2 separate regions of the Sus scrofa genome follow, and region 1 is linked to region 2. Evidence: chromatin contacts called from public Hi-C data. All regions are on one chromosome and are shown on one strand. Each heading gives the region's core, a stretch centred on a gene start, on an enhancer-like site or on the middle of the called end of the contact. The rest is flanking DNA. Distances are from core to core; before and after follow the strand shown. Region 1 overlaps FRA10AC1 (fragile site, folic acid type, rare, fra(10)(q23.3) or fra(10)(q24.2) candidate 1). Region 2 holds the start of RBP4 (retinol binding protein 4).

The links. Hi-C and Micro-C count contacts between places; a contact is called where the count stands out from the background.
Region 1: a Hi-C map of liver shows a contact between it and region 2, with 7 times the contacts expected there. The contact joins the enhancer-like site here to the promoter of RBP4 in region 2. A contact is called at or near these places in 1 of 5 promoter capture datasets (liver) and 7 of 47 Hi-C or Micro-C datasets (fetal liver, liver and skeletal muscle).

What each region holds. Positions count from the first base shown.
Region 1 is chr14:105,128,004-105,134,833 of Sscrofa11.1, forward strand. FRA10AC1 (fragile site, folic acid type, rare, fra(10)(q23.3) or fra(10)(q24.2) candidate 1) reads right to left here. Exons shown (of 15, transcript NM_001243654.1): 14 at 715-793. Among named protein-coding and RNA genes, the nearest start is that of FRA10AC1, 38 kb to the right of the region's middle. Within about 2 kb of position 3,263, at least 4 of the 83 cell types and tissues checked have an H3K27ac peak or open chromatin away from gene starts, as enhancers often do. A contact at or near this core is called in fetal liver and liver, where this site is marked.
Region 2 is chr14:105,040,628-105,047,058 of Sscrofa11.1, forward strand. It overlaps RBP4 (retinol binding protein 4), which reads right to left and starts at 3,564. Exons shown (of 6, transcript NM_214057.1): 1 at 3,522-3,564; 2 at 3,209-3,337; 3 at 2,977-3,113; 4 at 2,704-2,810. The coding sequence starts at 3,319. It also overlaps a transcript of PDE6C not described here.

The sequences.
Region 1 (6,830 bases), core at 2,013-4,512, 87 kb after region 2:
TTTAACATTTCTGGGCTCAGTTTCCTTATCTATAAAATGATTACATTTCTTCATAGAGCTGCTGAGTATTAAATATACATACAGTTTTGAACCAATATGCCCAGAGACTAACAAAACAGGACTAACATTTATTAAGAACTTACTATATTGGTAGGTACTATATGAGGTACTTTATATTCTTTATTAAATCTTCACAATAAACTCTATGTTGTAGGTATTATTTTATCCTCTTTCAACATATAAAGTTCAAGTGGTGAACATCCCAGTAACAAGAGCTGCTAACATTCCAGCCTATATCCAGACAGTTCTTCCAACCAACAGCAAAGAACAAGGCATGCATTGAGCTTTTACACCTAGATGTACCTTCAAGGCGCTTCCCTGCAGAGGTTTACAATAATCAAAATATCATGGATAGGCTTCTCTGGAAGCTAGTAAACAGTGCCTCTTTGAAAGAACCTAAGTAAAGACTAGGGGTCATCTGTCAAGGTGAGCTGAGGAAAAGATTTACTCACTAAGAGGGAGCTGGATGACTTGACTGTTTATGGCCACAAACAATGACTGAGAATAAACTGATTTTATCAGGCTAAGTGTTCCCTGGCTTTAAACAGACATTCATGACACTAAGTTTTTCATTAACTGTTATCAAAGAGGCTGTGTTCATAGCTTCCTAGATGATGCAGAAGGTATGCATTATCTATTAATATCAGGACTTACTGTGATTTTTCATCTGTCTCTGGTAGTGGGCCCTTCCAAAGGTCAGATTCTGAAGTACTTTCTTCTTCATCAGAGTTTCCTGTTCATTTAAAAGAGATTTTTTGAAAATGTGCATATTACATTTAAAACACATTTTGAACTACCCAATGCAATTAAATTAACTGCAGTTTAGCTTTAATTTTTATAGCTCTCTGAAAATTTAATTCACTTTTACAGACCAATAAATTCTTTTTAAAAATAAATAAATAAGCTGAGATATACCAAAGAGCCTCAGCAGAAAGACCAAAGATTTAAAGTCTCATGGGTAACTTCTCTAAGTTATACTGAGTTAAAGTAGCAATTCCAATATGAACTCTATATTTTAAAACAATTATCTCCTACAATATACTTGTCTTTAATCTAGTTTCTCCTTTTTTACTGATCATACAAAAGACATACAGGTTAAGATTTTGTGGAGAGTATATTTACATTAGGATCAAGACCTCAAGAACTGAATTAGTAATATAGGACCAGCCAGTTAAACTATGAAAAAATATTTGTCAGACTTTAAAAAAGAAAATGCTTATTACATGACTTAGAAGAAGTTCATTTCTGTGAAGAAACGACATTTTCATACACTGCTAGAAGTAAAATTCTGAATACCTTTTTCTTGAGGAAAATCTGGCAATATAAATCAGTTTAATATATAGATATGCTTTGATCAGCAATGCTTTTAGAAATTTAATTATGTACTTAAAATAGATGAGCATCTCAGATATGTATAAAGATGTTCATTTTATAACAATAACAACAAAAGAAAACAACTTAAATCCCTACCAATTAGGGATTAAGATTGGTTAAATAGGAGTTCCCGTAGTGGCGCAGTGGTTAACGAATCCGACTAGGAACCATGAGGTTGCGGGGTCGGTCCCTGCCCCTTGCTCAGTGGGTTAACGATCCGGCGTTGCCGTGAGCTGTGGTGTAGGTTGCAGACGCGGCTCGGATCCCGCGTTGCTGTGGCTCTGGTGTAGGCCGGTGGCTACAGCTCCGATTCAACCCCTAGCCTGGGAACCTCCATATGCCGCAGGAGCGGCCCAAGAAATAGCAACAACAACAACAACAAAAAGACAAAAGACAAAAAAAAAAAAAAAAAAGACTGGTTAAATAAATACTATACAGCTATCAAAAACCCTTAGCATATCTATATGTATTATCACAGAAAAATATCCATGCCATATCAAATTTTTAAAAAGTTACAGAAAGCAGGGAGTTCCTATTGCGGCTCAGCAGGTTAAGAATCTGACTAGTATCCATGACGATGAGGGTTCAATCCCTGGCCTTGCTCAGTGGGTTAAAGGATCCATGTTGCTGTGAGCTATGGTGTGGGTCGCAGATGCGGCTTGGATCTGGTGTTGCTGTGGTTGTGGTGTAGTCCAGGAGCTGCAGCTCTCATTTGACCCCTAGCCAGGGAACTTCCACATACTGTGGGTGTGACCCTAAAAAAAGACCCCCTCCCAAAAAAGATTACAGAATGCAAACATAGTATAATCTAACTGGCAGTTAAGACATTATCTATATGTATATACAAATATACAAAGTATTATTAATATGTGTATATGTATATGTGTGTGTATATAAATAAGTTTGTAAGGAAAACCAAACTTAACAGTGATGGTATTACCTGTAGGCCTGGGATGCTTTTATTCTTTAAGCATTTCCATTTTTTTGTGTGTGTGTGTGTTTGAAAGAATAATTACATACTACCTTTAAAGATCAGTAAATACAATAAAGATACTTCTTTTTTTTTTTTCTTTTGACTTTTTGCCTTTTCTAGGGCCGCTCCTGCAGCATATGGAGGTTCCCAGGCTAGGGGTCTAATCAGAGCTGTAGCTACTGGCCTATGCCAGAGCCATAGCAACGCCAGATCCAAGCTGCATCTGCGACCTACACCATAGCTCACGGTAATGCCATATCCTTAACCCACTGAGCGAGGCCAGGGATTGAACCCACAACTTCATGGTTCCTAGTCGGATTCATTAACCACTGAGCCACGAAGGGAACTCCAAGATACTTCTATTTTTAAGATATAACAAGACATGTTCCAAATGAACCACCCTATATTAGTCAACTAAAAATTATCAAATACTGAGTTCCCACCATGGCGCAGTGGATTAAGAATCCAACTGCAGTGGCTCAGGTTGCTGTGAAAGTACAGGTTCAATCCTCGGTCTGGGGCCTGGCACAATGGGTTAAAGGATCTGGTGTTGTTGTGGCATAGGTTGTAGGTGTGGTTTGGATTTAATCCCTGGCCTGGGAACTTCCATATGTCGTGGGTGTAGCCCTAAAATTAAAAAAAAAGATTCCTTAAAAATTATCAAATATTGAAACATGTATTATGCAACAATAAAATTATATGTCACAAAGTAACTGCATTAGCAAATAATTCCTCTCCAATAATGACCGTTAGTCAAATAAGAATGGATACAAATTTGCCCTGTTAATACAGAATGTCCCTTAGTCAAATACAACACAAAAATAAAGCTGCATTGATTTGCCACAGTGTAGACTAGCCTTTTACTTGCTGGACTTTGATCCTTGAATCAACATGTGTGTCTGAACTTTGGTCCTAAAACAATCTATTCTAGCACAAATTCTAACAAAAACAGCAAAAAGGGGAGTGGGGGGAGAAGAGAGTTTTACTTCTAATGATCCACACACAAAGATGATAAAGTCATAGAACTTTAAGGACAAGATTCCTGCTCAATGACGGCCAGCACTGGAACTGCCAGTGTCTAAAACTGAATATGCAAAAACAAAAAACATCTCCTACTCTTATTTTTAGGAAAAGTCATTGAGATAAAGAAAGCACAGAAAAACTAAATAGGCCTAATAAAGTTATCACTATGGTATTAACCTGTTAATGTCAGAGAACAAACCTACGAGGGCTTTGAAAGTGGGTAGCTAATTTCAAAAGGCCTTATACCTTTTCTCTTGCTTCCTCTTGAGAGTACTTCCCACATGCCAGCTTTCCTACACCAGTTTTCTGATACTAGACGATCCAGCTTTAGTAAAAATACAATCAATTCAGAATAACTTTATAAAATAGCGCTCTCTGAACGAGGACATGCTGAAAAAGTGACCCAATATTCTCAGGGAATCAAATCTACAAGATTAGACTATACGACTTTAAGGTCCCTTACTGCCCTATGAACCTATAACATCTAAATATGAATCTAAAATATCTAGTTCCTTTAGGGTTACAGTAACTATAAATAATTTCTTTGATAACTGCTACAACTGTCAGAGGTGGAAAGGGTATTGCTAATGAAATAATTAGAAGAATGGGCAACACAAAATGATGCTTGCATTTGCATCAGTGTCAAATCTACACAATAATTATTGGCAAGTGGGGATCAGAACTTAAGTCACTGACTCTCTGTGTTGAAAGAGGATCTCAGGAGTTCCTGTCGTGGCGCAGTGGTTAACGAATCCGACTAGGAACCATGAGGTTGCGGGTTCGGTCCCTGCCCTTGCTCAGTGGGTTAACGATCCGGCGTTGCCGTGAGCTGTGGTGTAGGTTGCAGACGCGGCTCGGATCCCACGTTGCTGTGGCTCTGGTGTAGGCTGGCAGCTACAGCTTCGATTTGACCCCTAGCCTGGGAACCTCCATATGCTGTGGGAGCGGCCCAAGAAATGGCAAGAAGACAAAAAAAAAAGAAAAAAAAAGAAAGGGGATCTTGGAGGTCCAGCCCTTATCCAATGAATGAAATGTCTTATTTAAGTAGAACACCTCCAAGACCTAAATAGACACTTCTCCAAAGAAGACATATGGATGGCCAACAGGCACATGAAAAAATGCTCAACATCACTAATTATTAGAGAAATGCAAATCAAAACTACATTGAGGTACCACCTCACACCTGTCAGAATGGCCATCAGTAGTAAGTCTACAAATGACAAATGCTGTGGTGTGGAGAAAAGGGAACCCTCTTACACTGTTGGTGGGAATGTAAATTAGTACAACCACTAGGGAAAACAGTATGGAGATACCTCAGAAAACCAAATATAGAACTACCAAATGATCCAGCAATCCCACTCCTGGGCATATATCCAGACAAAGTATTCACTGAAAAAGATACATGCACCCCTGTGTTCACTGCAGCACTATTCACAATAGCCAAGATATGAAACCACCCAAATGTCCACTGACATATGGATGGATTAAGATGTGGTATGCATACACAATGGAATACTACTCAGCCATAAAAAAGAACAAAATAATGGCATTTGCAGCAACATGGATGGAACTAGAGATGCTCATACTAAGTCAGGAGGAGAAAGACAAATAGCATATGATATCAATTATATCTGGAATCTAATATACAGCACAGACAAGCCTACCTACAGAAAGAAAAAAACTCATGGACTTGGAGAACAGACTTGGGGTTGTCAAGAGGGAAGGGGAAGGAGTGGGAGGGACTGGGAATTTGGGGTTAGTATATACAAACTATTGCATCTGGAGTGGATAAGCAATGAGATTCTGCTATATAGCACTGGGAATGTAACTAACCACACTTGTGATGGAACATGATGAAATAATGTGAAAAAAGATGTATATATATATGTATATATATATATATCTGGGTCACTCTGCTGTACAGCAGAAATTGACAGAACATGTAAATCGACTATAACTAAAAAACTAAAAAACAAAACAAAACAACAAAAAACATCTCCAATGACAAGTGGCTGTCCAATCTACATTTGAACACCTCACTACTTCCGGAGGCAGGGCATTCCTCCAGACTCATTTCTTTAGATAGTTCTAATTGACAAGTTTTTCCTTAAATTAAGGCAAAAATCTGTCCTTGGACTATTTTTATCCATAGACTCTAGTTCTGCCAACCAGTCACCAAAAATAAGTAGCAATCTTGCAAGTATCTACAGTTTCCACGTCTACCTCCTTACCCTTTCCCTCTTCACTTTTCTCTAAGCTAAATATCTATGGTTCCTTCAACCTTCTTCCTGGGACATAATTTTAAGTTCTGACAAGGTTTTGGTTGTTGTTGTTTTTTTTTTTTTTTTGGTCTTTTTAGGGCTGCACCCATGGCACATGGAGGTTCCCAGGCTAGGGGTCGAATCATAGCTGTAGCCGCTGGCCTACGCCACAGCCACAGTAACACAGGATCCGAGCCCTGTCTGCGACCTACACCACAGCTCACACCGACACCAGATCCTTAACCCACTAAGCAAGGCCAGGGATCAAACCCACATCCTCATGGATACTAGCTGGATTCTCTTCCACTGAGCCATGATGGGAACTCCCTGGTTGTTCTATTCTTGATTTGTTTTAAGTTTTCAATGGTTCATTTAGAATGTAATGCAAATTGCATACACCTTTCTCTATATGCTTTGAATAATGAAAACAGTTCTATGTCTTGGTTTTTCTAGATGTTATATGACACCTAAATAATTTGGCCTGCTGAAGAAGTGGCAACTCTCCAATTATGATAACAAATGGACAGGTCAGACTTCTATAGATTTAATTTTTGATCTGACAATTCTAGAGAAAAAACATAAAATCTGTTTAATGTCCAGTATTTTCCTTTTCTCTGATATAACAACAATAATTGCTACAGGTTACCAAGGACTTTGTCAGACACATGCTTTTTACATGTCTATCATCATTTGATTCTGATAACAATCCAATGAAACTAAGTCTCTTGATATTCATTTTATACATAGAACTGAGAAGCAGATCAAATCATTTAATGTGGACTTGTATAATATATCTGCCAAAATTCAGGTATCAAGAGTGGACTTACATTTGATTCACTGATGAATAGTTATTGATGATATAGATAAAAGGGCAAATGGGATATTATATACCTATTATTAACATTAAATGAGGCACACAACAAAACCACTTGCGATTGTGGCTAACGAATATAAGTTGAAATTCTTTTTTTTTTTTTTTTTTTCTCCTCATAGAAATAGGTTTTTCTTTTTGGATTTGGTTTTAATAATCCATATGTTAAATGGAGATAAAAGGGTAACTGAATATTATCCAAATGAAAATGAAATACAAGAAACATCAAAATCTGAGTTCTGAAATTGCAAAGACCAAGAAAGATCAC
Region 2 (6,431 bases), core at 2,314-4,813:
AAGTAAACGGCGGGGGTGGGGGGTGGGGTGGGCAGAGGACAAGAAACCAAAGCCTCTGTGTCTCCTTTTCACATCTAGGTCATGAAGCAAGGGATGATCTCTGCTCTGGGTCATGTACAGAGCGGGAGGAATGCAGAGGAACCCAGATCCCTGAGCTTTAAGGGTGTAAGGAAGATCGCTAATGCTCTCTTAGGTCACCTCTGGGTGTGCCCCTTGGCTCTGAGACCCACAAGAGTGCCCACCTAGGAGGCACTCAAACCCATGCCCTGCAGGAAAGCTGCACAGGGGTGGGGGGTGAGCCCCCTCTTCAGCTCACGGCAGGCCTGCCAAAAGGAAAACTGAGCCAGCTACCCCTGAACCTCCTAGGGTTTCCCAAGGGGAGAATGTCAGAGGCTGGGGTCAGGGGCACAGGTGCAGGGGGCGCCTAGATGTTTGACAGCAGTGGCCACGCTGTTGGTCAGCAGATAGTCAGGAACGGATACTTGGGGCTGCCTGCTGGTAAGTCCTCCTGAACACCGGCTCCCCTCACAGGCTCCCAAGCATCTGGGCAAAGTCTTCTTCCTCTTTGAATGAAGTCATTTCTTCCCTGGTTATGGGGCTCACTGTGTCAGTCACAGCCTACCCCTCAGACACTCCTTTGAAATGTGAGCCCCAATTCATGATCAGAGCAGCCACAAGCCCAGAATTGGGTTTAATTTTTTTTCCCCAGAATTGTTGCGAGAATGTGAATGCTGCCATAGGAAGTAAACTTCACTGCCTGGTTTTAGGAAAACTGACTACCCTTCTTGACTTTAAAAGAAAATCTGCATTGGTTTGGTTTCTCTCCAGGTTCTTATTGGCTAAATAGTTCAAAGATGAAGAATTTAAATCATTAGCAATCTTTACCAGCGTCTCCCTCTAAGACAAGAGATGAACCCTCTCGGGGCTGATGGGAAGAACAAGCTTGGTCCTCCAACCTCCTCATTCCCAGCATGTGGGGTGGGTCTTCCTGGAGAGCCAGACACCCCAAACCTGTTTGGACAGTGGCTACCTGCACGCAGAGGAGCTAGGGAGAGAGCGTGATCAAGGCAGTGGCCATATGGCTCCCATTCTCCTCTACCCTCCCAGGGCATGGGCTTACACTATATCTGTGTCTGCACTGTACCCACCTAGGTGGGTTTAGAGGTTTTGAGTGCCAGTCCAAAAACCAAAGAAAACCCTTGGTAGAGGGAGCTGCCTCTAGGGACCGGACATCCTGAAGATCTGTTCCTCTCTGCGGTGGGCCTGGGATGTGTCCCTTCAGCTCCCTATACCTGTGTCCTCCAACCCTTTAAACCAACACAACTAGGTGAGAGGCTCCCTGTGGTTCTCAGGTCTAATAGTCCAGCTGAGCCAGATTGTGGGCAGGGTGCTATTTTTAACTCATTGCCCCCAGAAGTCAGGCAAAGGCAAAGTGAGTGGAGTAAGCCAAGCAACTCTGGATTGAATGACCTAAAACAGTGGTTCTCAAGCTTTACTGTGAGAAGGAGCACAGTCAAAATGCAGACTGAGGCCTCACCCCAAAAGTTCCTGTTTCAATAAGTCTGGGTTGGAGCCGGCAAATCTCATTTTTAACAAGAACCCCAGCTGGTCTGAATGTAGACAGTCTAGGGACCTTGTCTTGGAGAAACTACAGTAGACAGTCAAGCCTGTGTTGTTATATCAGCCAGACAACGATGCCTTTAGCTGAGCGATAGACTTTATCTGGAAGATGGACAAAGGAGAGTCTTTGGTCTTTTTGGGAGGGCCCCAAACAATGATGGTCATGGCTAATGTCTGTTGAGTGCTTATTAAGCATTTTCATGTATCACCTCCCAACAGGCTATGAAAGTCTTGAGCACTATCTTCTTGTGGCCTCAGTTTATTCATCTGTATATTGAGCCCCCTTCACAGGGTTAACTCTCCATTCTCTAAGATTCCATGATATGCCCCTCCCTCCCTGCCCCCCGCCCCCAGCTGCATTATTCTCTAGGTACCAAGAAGACTCCAGGTTTGAAACTTAGTAGAAATGGGGGAGAAATAGAGCACGTACACGTGTACGTTCTCAAACATCTACATCAGGTCAGATTTTAGGGTGCTCTTTCGAGAATCCTCAACACCCTGCCCCCCATACAATTTGGGGGGCTTGGGAGAAAGAGAAGAGGTCCCTGTCATCCAGACATAGAATCTCAGTATTGGCAGGTAGGGCACCTGGGAGTGAGCCAAGCCTGTGCACAAATGCTCAGCGTCCTTGGACAAGCAGGCTCTGAGCCTCTGCTGGAGCCCCTAGAAGTCAAGCTATTTCAGGGATTCAGACCAAACAAATGGAGGAAATACAAAATCGGGTTGAACAGTAATGTAAGTTAGAACTTGAGATGGGAGGTCTAAGCATGGAAAAGGCTGCACGCCCTGACAGAGCTGCTGCGCGGGTAAATGGCAGGAGGAGGTCACGTGACAAGCCCAAAGGTCCTTTTGAGCTTGGGCCAGGTTTTTGAGCTGGGGGGAGGGGGTAGGGTGATGAAGGGGCTGATCTATTCTCAACTTCACCAACCTCCCCCGCCCGACCCCGCCAGCCTCAAGCCATGCTGAGGGTTCTAGCCACTTACAGAGCATCCTTCAGAAGGGTGTCGCTGGAGAAGAAACCCAGCGATTTGGCGAGGTGTGCCTCCCATCCCCCAACACAGTCCCAATGAGCTGACTACTCACTTCCTTTCTGGAGGAAGGATGCTACGCCCCAGTACTTCATCTTGAACTTGGCAGGGTCCTCGGTGTCTGTAAAGGTGCCCACCATGTCTGCGCACACGTCCCAGTTACTGCAAAAGCCAGGTGGATCCTGAGCCAGGCCAAGCAAAGGGTGTCTTCCCTCCATCCCACCCGCGGTTCTCCTTTCCCTCCCCAGTCAGAGTTGGGCGCTCAGCCCGGGGGACCCTGCAGCACAAAGAGCACAGTCCCTCTCCCCTCCCTCCAGATGCCACTGACTTTAAAAGACGGACTCGACCCTTGGCCGTGGCGCTCATGTGGCCATTCTCGTCCACGGAGAATTCGGCGACGATGTTGTCCTGCAGAAAGAGCCCCTCGGGGTCCTTCTTGGCCATGGCGTACCAGGTGCCGGAGAACTGGGGAAGAGAGGAGACCAGGGTTTGATGTCCCGGAGCGCCCGGCTTACCGCCGGGAAAGGGGAATGCTGGGGATCCGGGAAGCTGATACCTACACGAGCCTTGTCGAAGTTCTCTTTGACTCGGAAGCTGCTCACTCGGCAGTCGCGCTCTGCCTGGGCGCTGCCCAGCGCCGCCAGTAGCACGAGCGCCCAAACCCATTCCATCTTGCTCCGGAGTCCGCCCTAGGGAAACCGCTCGCGGTGAGCGCCTGGCTGCCGGACCACCTGGCCCGCCACTGCCGGTCCCCAGACCCATTCCCGCCCGCACCAACTCCCCATCCTGCGGGCTGCAGGTCCCCCACCCTACCCGGCCCGGTACCCCGATCCCGCTCATCCCGGCCCCGCATCCCGCCAGGCCACTGCTCACCGTCGGGAGCTGCGCGCAAGCGTGGCCGCGGGTCCAGGCGCGCGTGGAGCAAGGGAAGCGAGCGCGCCGCGGGGCCGCCCGGCCTCTTTATAGCTCCGGGGGGAGGGGGTCGCGCTTTCGTAACGGCGCGGGGTGAAAGACCGAGGGGGAGGCGCCGGGGCCCGTGGGCCAGCACTTGCATAACGCGCCCTGACTCACCGCCGCCTGGGCGCTGGGAGGGTCCCTTTGGGCGAGAGCCTCACCTCCAGCGCCGCCCGGGGCTTGTGGAGCTGCCGCGCGGGGTGGCCTCGCCTGAGCCCAACTCTCCGGCGGCGGCGAGCGGCGGGAACCAGCTCTGGCCTAGTTACCCGGCACCGGTGCCAGCGGCCGCCAGCTGCGGCCTGGGGTGGCCTCGAGGCCCAGTTGCTCTGGCTGGAGGCTCAGGTCGGTCTGGCGGGAAGACCGTGGCCTCCCAGAGCGAAGGGAACCTGCGATGCTGCCCGGTGCGTTAGTGCTGCCCGGGTCCCGGCCGTGCCAAATTGGCCCCTCGGCCCTCTGAGAGCTGGTTGTGCAGGGGGTTGGGACTATTTCGGCCAAGTAGTTTTTCATTTTATAAAGACTGTCTTTTACTCTCTTTCAGGGGAGTTGTGGTGCCCTCTGGATCAATATTTGTTCTTTAGTTTCAACATCTTTAGAAGCATTAAAACCCTCCCTGTTAAATATTCTCCAGAAACGCAAACGTGGTCAGGACAGGAAATATTTTAGCAACCTCGGTGGTCGCTTACTTACCCCGTGGCACTTCGCTCAAACCGCTTTGAAACACACCTACCAATTGTTAATCCTGCAATTTTATTTCAAAGCCAGAGTGGAATTTTGTTTTGTTTTCAAAACAGCTAAGGTGAATTGGCTGCGGAGTGGACAAGAGGGGGAGGTGAACAAACTTCTATAACGTCAATGGTCAATTAAGTCCAAATGCTGTGACTTGGTCTGTGATTTTACCCAGTCATGGCACAATTCACTGACCATGGTTTTCTCTCTCCATTCGGAGTTAAAAGAGTTCCTCTAATCTGATCACAGCATTCAGCTTTGGACTGAATGAGCATTAGGGATATAGCAGTGATAGAATCTTTTTGTGAGATTCCTTCCGTACAATATCGCTGTGCCTCCATGGCCCAAACTGAAAAAGACGGAGATGAATTTGGTCCCTTTTGCTGCCACCAGACCTGAAGTGAGCGAGGGTGGAGGTAGAGAAGGGTGACTGCCAAATGGAGAAATAAGGAGTTGATGGTCTTGGGTTGCTTCTGAGCCTCTGGAACAAAAACACCTGTGGCTTCTGTCACTGTCCTGTAAGTCTTTGGCCATCTCTCAGCCTGGGCCTGGTTCTCTGCTTCATTTTCCACCTTCCTCTCACCCAGTTCTCCATTTGTGTACCAGTGATGATGCAATTAACTCCTTACTACCCCCTCTTTCCTGCTGGGAAAGCCCTGTTTTTGGCCTGCCTGCTAACCAGGAGATCTTCAGGTGAGGTCAGTTTTATCCCAGGGTGTATAATCCCAAATGGCTCAAACAAGGTCTTCTCCAGCCGCCCCTACAGGGACCCTGGGTGTGGCCACACACATGGTAGGTAGTATCTATGCACTGTAGGTAGAAAGGACTTCAGGGTACCTATCTCCTTTCCAATGCGTGGTTCCCCTCTTGGACATTCCAAAGTAGAGTTCTTCGAACTTCTTCTCCCATGCCTCCTGGGCTGGGGATTGAATCTGAGCCAGAGCTTCGACCTAACACCACAACTGCAGCAAGGCTGGATCCTTCATTCACTGCACTGGGCGGGGTATCAAACCACTACCTCCACAGATACTCACTACCACAGCAAGAACTCATCCATTATGGTTTATTACAGAATATTGACTACAGTTCCCCATGCTATACCAAACAAAATTTTTCAATAATATTTTCTTCAGTGGTTACAAAGCCATCAATCAGTTTCATTAATTTAGTTGAAAATAACATGCTTCCCATGTACTGAATTACCTCCGAGATACCTGGTCATACCCATCAATTACATGCAGGCAAAGACTCTCTGAAAGCAAATGTGTAAGGTGAGAGGGCCCTTTGAAATTGGCTGCTAGGATGTGCCTAACATCCTTGCCCTTAGGAGGTGTCTTCTGGTGATAAATAGTGGCAGGAACAGAGAATTTGGCTAGGGTAGGGCTAAGAGTGTGTCCAGTATAATGATCCAAAATGCCCTTGGTTAATCTAGCATATTGTTAGTTTCTTGTTAGTGCCTCAATCTCATGTGCATATTTTTTTGGCTGTTACATAAGCCTTATTTCCTATAAAAACAGCTAACTGCAGTGGAAAATTTTAGCAATAATGCAATTAAATATTACATGTGTCCATGAATATAATATACTACTGAAAAATATAAACTTGTTAAGCTGAAAGATTAAGGAAGTCAAACTCTTCTTTATTACATCTGTATGCTTTTTGTTTTTTGTTTTTTTCATTTTTTTTGGCCACACTTGTGGCATATGGAAGTCCCCAGGCCAGGGATCCAATCTGAGCTATAGCTGTGACTTATGCCACAGCTGTGGCAACACCAGATTCTTAACCTGCTGTGCCATGTCAGGAAATCCTACACCTGTATGCTTTTAAAAAGAATTCTGGGAGTTCCCTGGTTAAGGATCCAGCATTGTAACTGCTGTGGCATGGGTTTGATCCCTGGCTCAGGAACTTCCGTGTGCCACACATGTGGCCAAAAAAAGGAGGGGAATTCCTGGATTTTTTAAATTTAACTCTTGTATTGGTGTTTAACCTTTTATGCTATAGGTCTAGATTTTACGTTTCTTAAATAAAAAGTCTTTGTATATTCCCCTGAAGCAGTTAGTATGGTGTCTTGTACCCTCATGGGTGCACTTTTTAATTTATTCC